Linked DNA regions of Neogale vison: region 2 is linked to region 1. A link is a contact called in public Hi-C data. All regions are on one chromosome and are shown on one strand. The core of a region is the stretch at or near the end of the contact, and the rest is flanking DNA. Distances in the headings are between cores, read along the strand shown.

The links. Hi-C and Micro-C count contacts between places; a contact is called where the count stands out from the background.
Region 2: a contact with region 1 is called in a Hi-C map of fibroblasts, with 4 times the contacts expected there. The contact joins the promoter of MAPK14 here to the enhancer-like site in region 1. A contact is called at or near these places in 2 of 3 Hi-C or Micro-C datasets (fibroblasts and muscle).

Annotation. Positions count from the first base shown.
Region 1 is chr1:116,763,724-116,769,181 of ASM_NN_V1, forward strand. The region is part of intron 8 of MAPK14 (mitogen-activated protein kinase 14); the gene reads right to left. Among named protein-coding and RNA genes, the nearest start is that of MAPK13, 32 kb to the left of the region's middle. Within about 2 kb of position 1,463, the one cell type or tissue checked has open chromatin away from gene starts, as enhancers often do. A contact at or near this core is called in fibroblasts, where this site is marked.
Region 2 is chr1:116,829,504-116,834,404 of ASM_NN_V1, forward strand. MAPK14 (mitogen-activated protein kinase 14) reads right to left here and starts at 1,829. Exons shown (of 12, transcript XM_044254815.1): 1 at 1,445-1,829. The coding sequence starts at 1,560. It overlaps SLC26A8 (testis anion transporter 1), which reads left to right and starts at 3,738. Exons shown (of 20, transcript XM_044244457.1): 1 at 3,738-3,743; 2 at 4,521-4,838. The coding sequence starts at 3,738.

The DNA.
Region 1 (5,458 bases), core at 213-2,712:
GGGGCTCACTAAGTAAACCAGCAATAGCAGAATACCAGTTGGGTTTTAAAATTTTAGAATCCAGCCACCTCTCTCCTCTCTCCTAGGAATAACATTTGGCTGGTGCATTTTTCTATTTTTGTCTCCATTAGTCAAATAGGTTATTATATCCCCTTCCTATTAGGAAGCTAGGAAAAATATATTTCTAGAGAAAAATGGGAGTCAGTGAAAGGGCTTTTGCTTGCTTAATATGATTTTGTTGTTGTTGTTGTTGTTCTCTCATTGATTACTATAGGTTCTGGGTCACTAACGGAAACAGGCCTCTCTTTAGTGGCCACAACCTATTTATCCCCTTTCTCATAGCATATCCCAATTTGTTCTCAATCAGTGCATCCATTATTGCATTTTCTTACAATGTCCTACTGTTTATTGATTGGATTTCTAGATAAATGATGGCATCTGTATGTTAACTAGCTAGAATTTAAATAGAAATTTGAAAAGAAAAAGAATGATGGCATCACTACTTTTCAGGAGTAATGAAAATAGCAATTGGCTTGCTTTTATTCCATTCCTTCACTAATGAATTTTTTTTTTTTAAATCCTTAAACAATTTTACTCACCTGGCTTTGTTATTTACACACCGTGTGTCCCACACACACCATGTGTTTTTAAGATAAACTGCTACTTGGGCAGTATTACTACCACCAAACTAATCTTGTCTACCATTTAAACCCCTTTTATCCACTTGCCATAACCATGTAGGGAAAAAAAAAAACACCAAAAAACAAAAACAAAAAACCTTTCTTATTCCTATATTCATTGTTGGAGTACATTCTATATTCTGACAGCCCATTTTATTATGCCCAACTCTAGAGCTATTTAAATGTATGATGTGCCCTTATCACATAAGAGAACGGTATCTCATTAGGTTGGGCACCTGATGTTGTTTCTTTCTTAAAAATAAATGATGGATTAATAATAGGTAAATACCATATTATCCATGCTTTTCCTCTTAGAACTTCTTGTGACTAATAGCACATATCTACAGGGCCAGTGGTTGGGTGTGGGAGAGGGGACTGAGAAGGAGCTGCTAGTGGCCATTCCCAGACAGGGAGTGAATTTACTGTCTTAGTCGCATTCGTATGATTGGTAAATAAACTGAATCTCCTCTCACCCCCACCGCCTTGCCTCCATGTCTTCTGTATTACCAGTCTTTCTCATCAGCACATGCATTTAAAACAAGAAAGTACCATCTTCTCTAAGGAGCATTCCTTATCTTCTTTGATTCACTCTACCCAGCTTCTGCATTTCATAAAGCAAAAGAAAACACTGCTTTGGGTTGACACAGTGGTAACTCCAACAATGACTTTCAAAATAGTGTGCAATCGCATGAGATTAAAGTTTAGAGATCATGTTATCAGAACATCTGAGATGCTCAGCTGTCTCTGCCAAATGACTCAGTGCATGACTCAGGCAAGTCACAGCTTTTCTGTACTTTTCCTTCTTCATCTTAAATAAATAAATGAAACAAAATAATAGAGCCAGCACAGTCTCTTATATCCCTCCAAGTGCAAATTCATAAATACACTGGACTTTGTGGTCTTTTAATGCATGGTCTTTTAATGTACCAGAAACATACCAGATGACAATATTCTTTATGTTAATAAGGGAGATGTTCTTTATGTTATAAGGGAGATCATGAACCATTCAAACTCACCTGCTCAAGCCTGCCTCAAGCTACCCAGGAGTCCTTCCAACTGGGCAAAGGGACCCCTTCAGTCAGAATGGTGAGAGGAGAATTCAGGAAGGCACAACTGGAGCTCGGCTCCACAGCTCTTTTCCCCTTTTCGTCAACTGCCTGGCAGCAGACAGAGGGGAAAAGGGAGAAAGGCTGAGCTTTCATGATTTCTCTCTTGTCTCTGGCTCCAGAAAATGACCAACAGCAGGAAATTGGAGCCAAAGTAAGCCAGAGTCACATTCCCATGGCTTCTCTCTAGATCCCTGCTTAGAGCAAGGAAGGCATTAGCTCCAAACCTTTTTCTCAGGTTATTCAACGTGTAATGACAAAGGCAGGCTGTGGGAGGAAGGATTTACTACAAGTCTACTCCAATGGATGTGAGGTATCAGGACTGGTCTGGAGATAGGGTGGAAAAATGCCCCTGCTGGGAATAGACAACTTTTACAAGATGTTGTGCACTGTCTATTCTAAAACAGTAAAAAGCAGTAACTTCTGGAAAAGGGCAGTAGCGTGGACACAATGCACACTTCATTCCTGTAGTGAAGCTAGACTAATACGTGGTAAAGTTCATGCTCTGAGAACACACGCTAACCGAAAACTAAAAAGAACTCAAGTATATGTGAAACTTCTGAGAAAGATGATGTCAGGGCTTGATAACAGAGGCATATTTTCCTTTAATCTCTTGGAATGAGTTAGAATCACAAATCATTTACTGGGATACTACTGCCCAATACAAGCTCTCATGATCTAAGTACATACTCCAATAGAGAACAAAACACACTCATGCATGGGGGCAGACGAGTGCACGTGTACATACACACACACACACACACCCCTCATCCAGGAAGTCAGCACAAAAGGGCACACATGCTTACAAACATACCCGGGGCAAAGTACAGATTGATGGAAGGCAAGTGGCAGAGGCTCCCAACAGGGCAGATAATTACAATCAAAGCATCAACTCACAGACTCTGAGGAGATTTTCTTCAAAAGATCAGCCCCTGGGGTTCCAACGAGTCTTAAAATGAGCTTCAACTGATCAATATCTAATGGTGGACTATAAAGGAAAATGTTGGGACAAAATAAAAATAAAAAACAAATGACAACAAACAAAACAAAACAAACAAAATACCCCAATAACAAAAAGTAAAAACCCCAAACCAGGCCAAAATGGTGAATTCGTCTAGATCAAGGCTTCTGCGGGACGGTCATTCCAAGTGGAACACGCTCCTCCTGTACAAAGACTCAGAACGGCGCCACACACATATCCAATATATATTCATTTTGTGGATCTGTCAACGTCACTGGTCAGTAAAGCGAAGTGACTTTAGCTGGGTACTTAGCTGCCGAAGACAGCGGGTGCAAACACAAAAGCTTCACTCAGCCCACACCGACCTCCTCACCTTCCACCAAAGCATTAGTAAGTGGCCAGTTAAGCGAAGAGCACGGGTAAGCAGAGTGCTACAGACAAGAAAAAAGCAGCAGAGCACTGGAGCGAGGGCCATCCAGGGCCACCTGTGTATACTCCCTGACGGCTTAAGCTAAGGAGCTCCTAATATGACAGGAGCCTTGACTATCCCAGAGCCTAACCGCTTGAGCGAGCCCTCTAGAAAAACTCTCTCTCTACACGGCTTCCCGGGGCAGAGAAGTGCGGTGAGCGACGGTCGCCCACCAGAGGGCGCCACTCGCCCGCCGCACGGGCACGTGTTCTGAAAGCGCCATGATGAAGCAGGACTCCAGAGGTTTCCACCTCACTAAGTGCAGTGACAAAACTCACACAACCCCCAGGCTCTGAGCAACAGGCTACAGTGTCCAAACCTTTATTCTGGTGGCCAACTCTTCCATGCACACTCACAGTGTATGTGCATGTATTAACCAGAGGCCAAAAACTTTGCATTTGTTCTTACTGCCTTTAGCCTTGCCTAAAAAGGAAGTTAAAGGGGAGGGGAAAAGTCATATAAAATAGCTTTTCATATTCCCTGTGAAAATGAGAGTAGTTTATCTCCATGTCAATACCGACATTCAGAGGAAAAGGAAGGGAGAAGGGCTGTCTTCTGATGCCCGTCACAAATCCTGTCAGCAATCCTGTCAAGCTTCTTCACCTCTCAGGTCCTTCTCAACTTCAGGTCTCAGCTTAAACTTCACTTCTTCAGACAGGCCTCCCCCAACACTCTAAATACGGAAGCCCCCTCTTCCCGGTATTCTCTACCACAACACAATGCTTTCCAACATCAAAGTGCTTCTCACAATCTAGAGTTACTTTGTTTGCTTTCTGTTACCTCTGTAGCTCCCGAGGGCAGGGGCCACCTATCTATCCCCAGCGCTTTGCTGGCCATCTGCTACATGGTGGGCACTCAAAAGACTTGAGGAGAAGGTGGAGCAGGATGGACGGGAGGATGGAAGAGAAGATTTCTGCTTATGATTACACATATAAAGGTAATATGGTGTAACTTAAAAATAATGGCCTCCGCAAACCATAGTTGCTTAAGTTACAGGAATTACTTATGCAATACCACTGGCACCTTGCCCTGTTCTCTTTTTCCCCCCAGATAAAACTGACTGAAATGGAAGAAAATTCTAGACAGGAGTCAGCAAACCCCAGCCTGCTGCCTGTTTTGAAAATAATCTTTCATTGGAACACAGCCATGCCCATTCATTCACGCGCGGCTTTCACCCTACACAGCAGAACTGTAACTGCAGTTACAACAGGAATCCGGGGTCCCCAAACCCTAAAAGATTTACTATCTGGCTCTTTTAAGAAAAGGTTTGTCCAACCACATCCTAGACACAAGTAACTTGAGCTCTATAGAAAACAAGGATAAATTAGAAACAAGTCCACTCACACAAATTATTTCTAAATTAAGAATAGTGGAGAATTTCGTCATCTGCAAATGGCAAAAATCAGTGTGTTCTGGAGGTTAAAATTTCAATATTTGAAAAAAATTTTTCAATATTTGAAATTTCAATATTTAAAATTTGACTCTTAGTTCAAAGTGCTGACAAGAAAAAAAATCTAAAGCATGCATTAAAGCAAACAGAGTGGGGAGGGCAGATGATTACTGTATGCTCTAAAATAGTCAAATTAACTATACAACAGTTGAATTTAGTACAGGATCCCCTTTGCCCATTTAAAATGATTCAATAAGTGTTAAGTCCCCTCATGCTCTTCAGGAACAAAATGAAGTGGGTAGCTATCCCACATCACAAAGCATATCATATATGAAAACCGACTTCTGACTACTGAAACCAAAAACTACTTCAACTCTCAAACAGGTAGTCTGACAATCAAAAGCAGTCTCTAGAAATAAAGCTGTTGAGATGGGTACCCTCATTCAGGAGACTCCTAGCTACTGAGATGAGAGTCAAGTTTTACTTGGCAGGGATGACCGAAGACTCTGGGCTGAGTTTCTTTATAGCCCCAACTTCACTTCAACATACATGAAGAGTGGGCCACGCCCACTACCCGCAGTGCTCATTACAGCAATGAGCTGGGGGCCCCACATCTCTCTCATGCTTCTGCCAGCAGGAGACAACCACAAGTGTGAAGAACAAAGCTGCAATTCCTCGGCCCCTCAAGGCCCTCCTGGCTTTGGCTTCAAGCTTCTTTTCTGACTCTGCCTCAGACTATTACTCCTTAATGCACTCAATGCTTCAATCCACACCAAATATTCTAGGCACTGCTCAGCTTCCAGCTTCTTAAACACCCAAGTCATAAACAGAAATACTGTCCACTCTTCCCTC
Region 2 (4,901 bases), core at 579-3,078, 66 kb after region 1:
AGGAGCCATCAGCAACATTAACTCACACAGCTTGAACTAGAAGATGCAACATGATCTGTTTCCTGACACAATTGCATAATCTCAATTACCCAGAAGATTCTACCAAACAGGAAATTCATGATGTGACTTCAAGAAACACAGGAATTATAAAGATTAACACATCCAAAAGTCTGGAATTTGTTCCAAAACAAAAAAATAATTTTATAAAGCCCTTTTCAAATGATGCATGCACATGAATACATGAATTAGTCTCAAATCAGCAGCTCTCAAGTTACAGTAAATCTAAAATCGAGTGTGTAATACCTAAATTAGTGAAATATTTCAGATCCAGAAATTTTATGGTATCAATTTAATTTAAAACACCCAGTATGATTTAAAGATGAGACGTGTCTCTTCCTTCCTTTGCTATAGACTACTCCTTCCTTTGCTATAGATCTTTACAAAAAACATCGTGTACCTCAGGCTACAAATGCAGATAAGTTCCCTGCAAACTCTCTCACGGACTTTAAAAAAAAAAAAAATATTCACAAGATGTACTGCAATTTAAAAATATTTACAATACATCCCAGCATTGTTAGTAACTTCTTGCTCTTGAGCGCGTCCAACGGATCTGAATCTCGCTTGCTCCAAAGGGGAAAATTGTTTTGCCAAACAATACTTAAATGAGCAGTGGTATGTGACTAATCAGTGAGGCCGCCAGCTTCTCAAGCTGCAGTGTTCTTGCAGGCACTACCACCCACCCCCACTCTGCAAAAAGGAAATACGCTTTCAACCGAATCGGAAACACACCACTCAAGCTGGCACTGTGCTGGCCGAGATAAAGTCGGTATTTTAGGTTCTACGGGTCGCTGCTAATCCAAGTGCGAATTCAAAACGAATGCTTCTCAAAAGGAGATTTCGAAAGAGGTTTGCAAAAAAAAAAAAAAAAAAACCCGGACAGAACGCCCTTCGTCGTCGTCAGTTTTGTTCGGACAACCGCATCTCCCGGTCGAGTTTTGCCCTTCTGCTTCTCCCTGCAGCTTCCCGGGCTTGTCTGCTTTGAGGGCGGGCTTTGGCGCCCAAAGTAGACGCACCTCCCGAGAGGATCTTCCTGCTGGATGCTGGCAGGGAGACCCCCGAAGAGGCGCCCCCGCCCCCGTGCCTGCCCCCGAAGCAGCAATCCCCACAAGAAGGGCTTGCGCAAGGTGCGAGCCGGGGCCGAGCTCCAGCACCACAACCCACCATGGACCTGCATCCTGCACACAGCTGACCGCCTACCTGGGGGTGCAGAGTGAGGGGTGCAAGGGGTACAGGGAGTGCAGGACAGGGGTCCAAGAGGCAGCGGTGCTCTCCCCCAAGGAAAATTCCTGCCGCTTGGTGCATCGCTGAGCTATGGGGGCAGGCCTGGCTCTGGGGTATTAAGGGCGACTCAGCCCACCGCAGACCCAAGCCCGGTGACACTCACCACACGGAGCCATAGGCACCAGAGCCCACCGGGGAGAGATTCTGGTAACGCTCGGGCACCTCCCAGATTGTCTTGTTCAGCTCCTGCCGGTAGAACGTGGGCCTCTCCTGAGACATCTTCCAGCGGCGGCCGCGGGGCTAGGAGGTGGCCCTGAGGGGCCCCGCCTGCGCCCGCTCCCGCTCCCAGGCCCTCGTCGCCCGCCCGGCCGGGCGGGGACCTGGAGCTGGCAGTCGGCGCAGGTGCGGCAGACGCGACCCCGCCGACTCCCGCGCGCGCGGCCCCTGTCAGCCGCAGCTGCTGGACGCGCCTCAGCGACCGGAGCGAGCCCGGCTAAGGGCAAGGGCACGCTCCGGAGCCCAAGGCTGCGCCCACCACGCTCTCCCTGCACCCTCTCCCAGACCAGGCCGACTCCCGGCTGCACCGCGGGACTACCGCTCCAGCTGCAGCGCCCGCTGAGGTTCCAGTGGTCGCCGTTCCAAAGCCAGCGAACAGGAGCCTCTTGCCGTACTCTCGCGAGATCAGCTCCCGGGACTCTCCACGAGCCGAGATTTTACCCAATATGGAACCTGCCCACGGGAGGGGGTTGACGACGGGAGAGGATGGGAGGAGCACTTCTCGCGAGAAAAGAGCAACAGCTGGACACCGGAGGCAAGAACTCTCCCGGACTTAAGGGCGCGAAGGCGGACCCGGGAAGGAAGGGATAAGCTGGCAATGTATGCCGCGTGCGCCCCACCGTGGTCGGCGGAGTAAGTGCCTGACTCTGTTGTGGAAAGCGACAGTGACTAATAGGGTGTCGGGAAAAGAGCCAAAAGATCTTTGAACTGCCTGTAGTCACCAGCAGCCGAGCATCTGCTAAGCAGAACACCCAATTTCCAAGAAATATTTACATTAAAAAAAGGAGATTCTGGCCAGAAAGCCGTTGTATTCCATCTGCTCAAGGACATACGGCTTAATCTTCGGAATTGTGACGAACTCTATCCCAAAAGCAAATATTAGTTCTGCATTAAGGCTGAGGTTTTCCATCCAAACTCTCCTAGCGGTTCTTAAACTTTTATGTGCAGAAGAATCACTTTAGATGTTTAAAAATGCAAGTCTCAGGACCCACAGGGAGTCTAAGTGGATAGGTCCGTGACAGGCTCCAAGAATGCGCATTTTTACAAAATGCCCCAGGTAGTTCTGATTAAGGAAAGTCTCCGGTATCTCCCTTTGAAAGGGGTTTTGAAACATTACTCAGAGGGTTTGAAACTGATTTCTGCTCTGAAGCTTCCAGTGAAGACGATTTTAAGCATTTGATTCATGCCTTTCAGATTAAGAAGCAGCCGGGTGGCTCAGTGGGTTAAAGCCTCTGCCTTTGGCTCAGGTCATGATCCCAGAGTCCTGGGATCGAGCCCTACATCGGGCTCCCTGCTCGACAGGGAGCCTGCTCCCCCCACCTTCTCTCTGCCTGCCTCTCTGCCTACTTGTGATCTCTATCTGTCAAATAAAATCTTAAAAAAAAAAAAAAAAAAAAAGGAGAGCAAGGCAGAGAGTGGTCTTTTGGCAGTGTCACATCAGGCAAGTCGATTGACCTTTCTTAGACCTTCGTTCTAGTTCTGGGAAAAATAATTCCTGCAAAAATAATTCCTGCCTTACATTCCCACTTAATAGGGTCATTTATAAAGCTGAACAAAATAAGTGTGATTGGGCAAGATATTATAACCCCATACCTACCCCCACTTTTAAGCTTGTCACAATCTCTCTTAGAAATAACTGGGTTAAGGGCGCCTGGGTGGCTCAGTTGGTTGGACGACTTGCCTTCAGCTCAGGTCATGATCCTGGAGTACCGGGATCGAGTCCGGCATTGGGCTCCCAGCTCCATGGGGAGTCTGCTTCTCCCTCTGACCTTCTCCTCGCTCATGCTCTCACTTTCTCTCTCTCAAATATATTTTAAAAATCTTAGAAAAAAAAAGAAAGAAAGAACTGGGTTCAAGCCAGGACACTTTTCAGCACTTACCATGATTATTCTCTTTGGTGTTACGCATCCCTTGGAGTGCTCTGATTTTGCCTATCTTGTCCCAGCATCTTGCACAGTGCCTGGAACACAACTGGTACACCATAAATATTTATTGGACTAATTATGAATAATGACCATGATCTCAGTTTAGGAGGTAGTGCAGGATCCTCAGTTCTCCTTGAGGAAAAACAAAAACCAGAATCATGGATGATTCATGGAAAGCTTTTCTTTGGGGGATTCAGTGTGGCTTAGCCTGGATTCTCTTGCCTATGAAGACACCCGGCTTGAAAATGTTCCAAAATGCGGGTTAGAGAGCTTTCCAAGAAGTAATGAAGGTTGAAGGAGGAAGTAAGAGCAAGAAATATAACTGTGATATAGCAGGTAGGAGTGGGGGATCAAGGTAATGAGTGCATTGATAGAAGGGAGGAAACTCGGCAGCAGGAATCCTAAGGAATTCATAAAATTCTCCAAAAAATTGGGATAGTGAGGTGAGTGACTGAAAGGGCAAAGATGAAGTAAGCAGTACATTCAGTCACTCATTCAACAATTATGTACTGAATACCTACTGGGTGCCAGGCACTTCTAATTCAAGTCGATTCAAAAACAGAGGCAGTTGCTGCTTACATGAGATTTACAATTTATTGACCTATTATTATATGCACATTGTTTATGCACTAATACAGCAGTTAGAAATAAAAATCCCTGCCTTATGGGGGTGACAATCTACAAAAAGTAAGGACTAAGTAAAGTGAACACGTTAGACACTAATACAGTAATCGAGCAGGTGTAAAACCGCTCTGGGCCAAGCAGGACTACAGGGCATAGTTAGAGACAGTGACAGGAGCTGAATCAACTTCAGAAGGTTAAAGGGCGGGGCTCTAGAGGGGAGCGCAGCAAGAGACCTGGGCAGAAGAGCGTCCTTCAGTGGGAGGAGTCAAGCTTGTGGGCAGAGAGCTAAGGTTGGAAACCCGAATGACCTTCTAGCCTCCAGTTTCCTCCTTCGTCTTCTGACCTGACGACGTCGTAGGGTGACTTAAGTGAATGACTGTAAGTGAAGTGCAGGGCACAAGGCCTGGTATCTAGAAGCCCCCCAGACAAGAGCAGTCAAACCCCAAAGCAAGTGGAGGCCTGGATGGCACAGGTGAAGGGGCTTCCCCAGCCCAGGTACCCCCTCCCAACCCTCTTCTCCCGGCTCCCTACTGCAACTGCCCATTCTCCGGTACCACGCCCGCCAGAACGCCCGCGAGCTCGGCCGCAACGGCTCGGGAACGGCCGGCGTCCGCGTCTACAGCGCCGCCAGCCGGGTCCGAGCAGCGTCCGACCCCAGCGCCAGCACTCGCGCCACGCTCCGGGAACCAGGTGGATCCGCGGCCCGGAGCTACAAGGGGCCGAGGGCCGCAGGTTTGAGCAGGATGCGGGCGTCCGGGTGCGGGGCACCAGGTCCTCGTTACCCTTCTAAGTCCC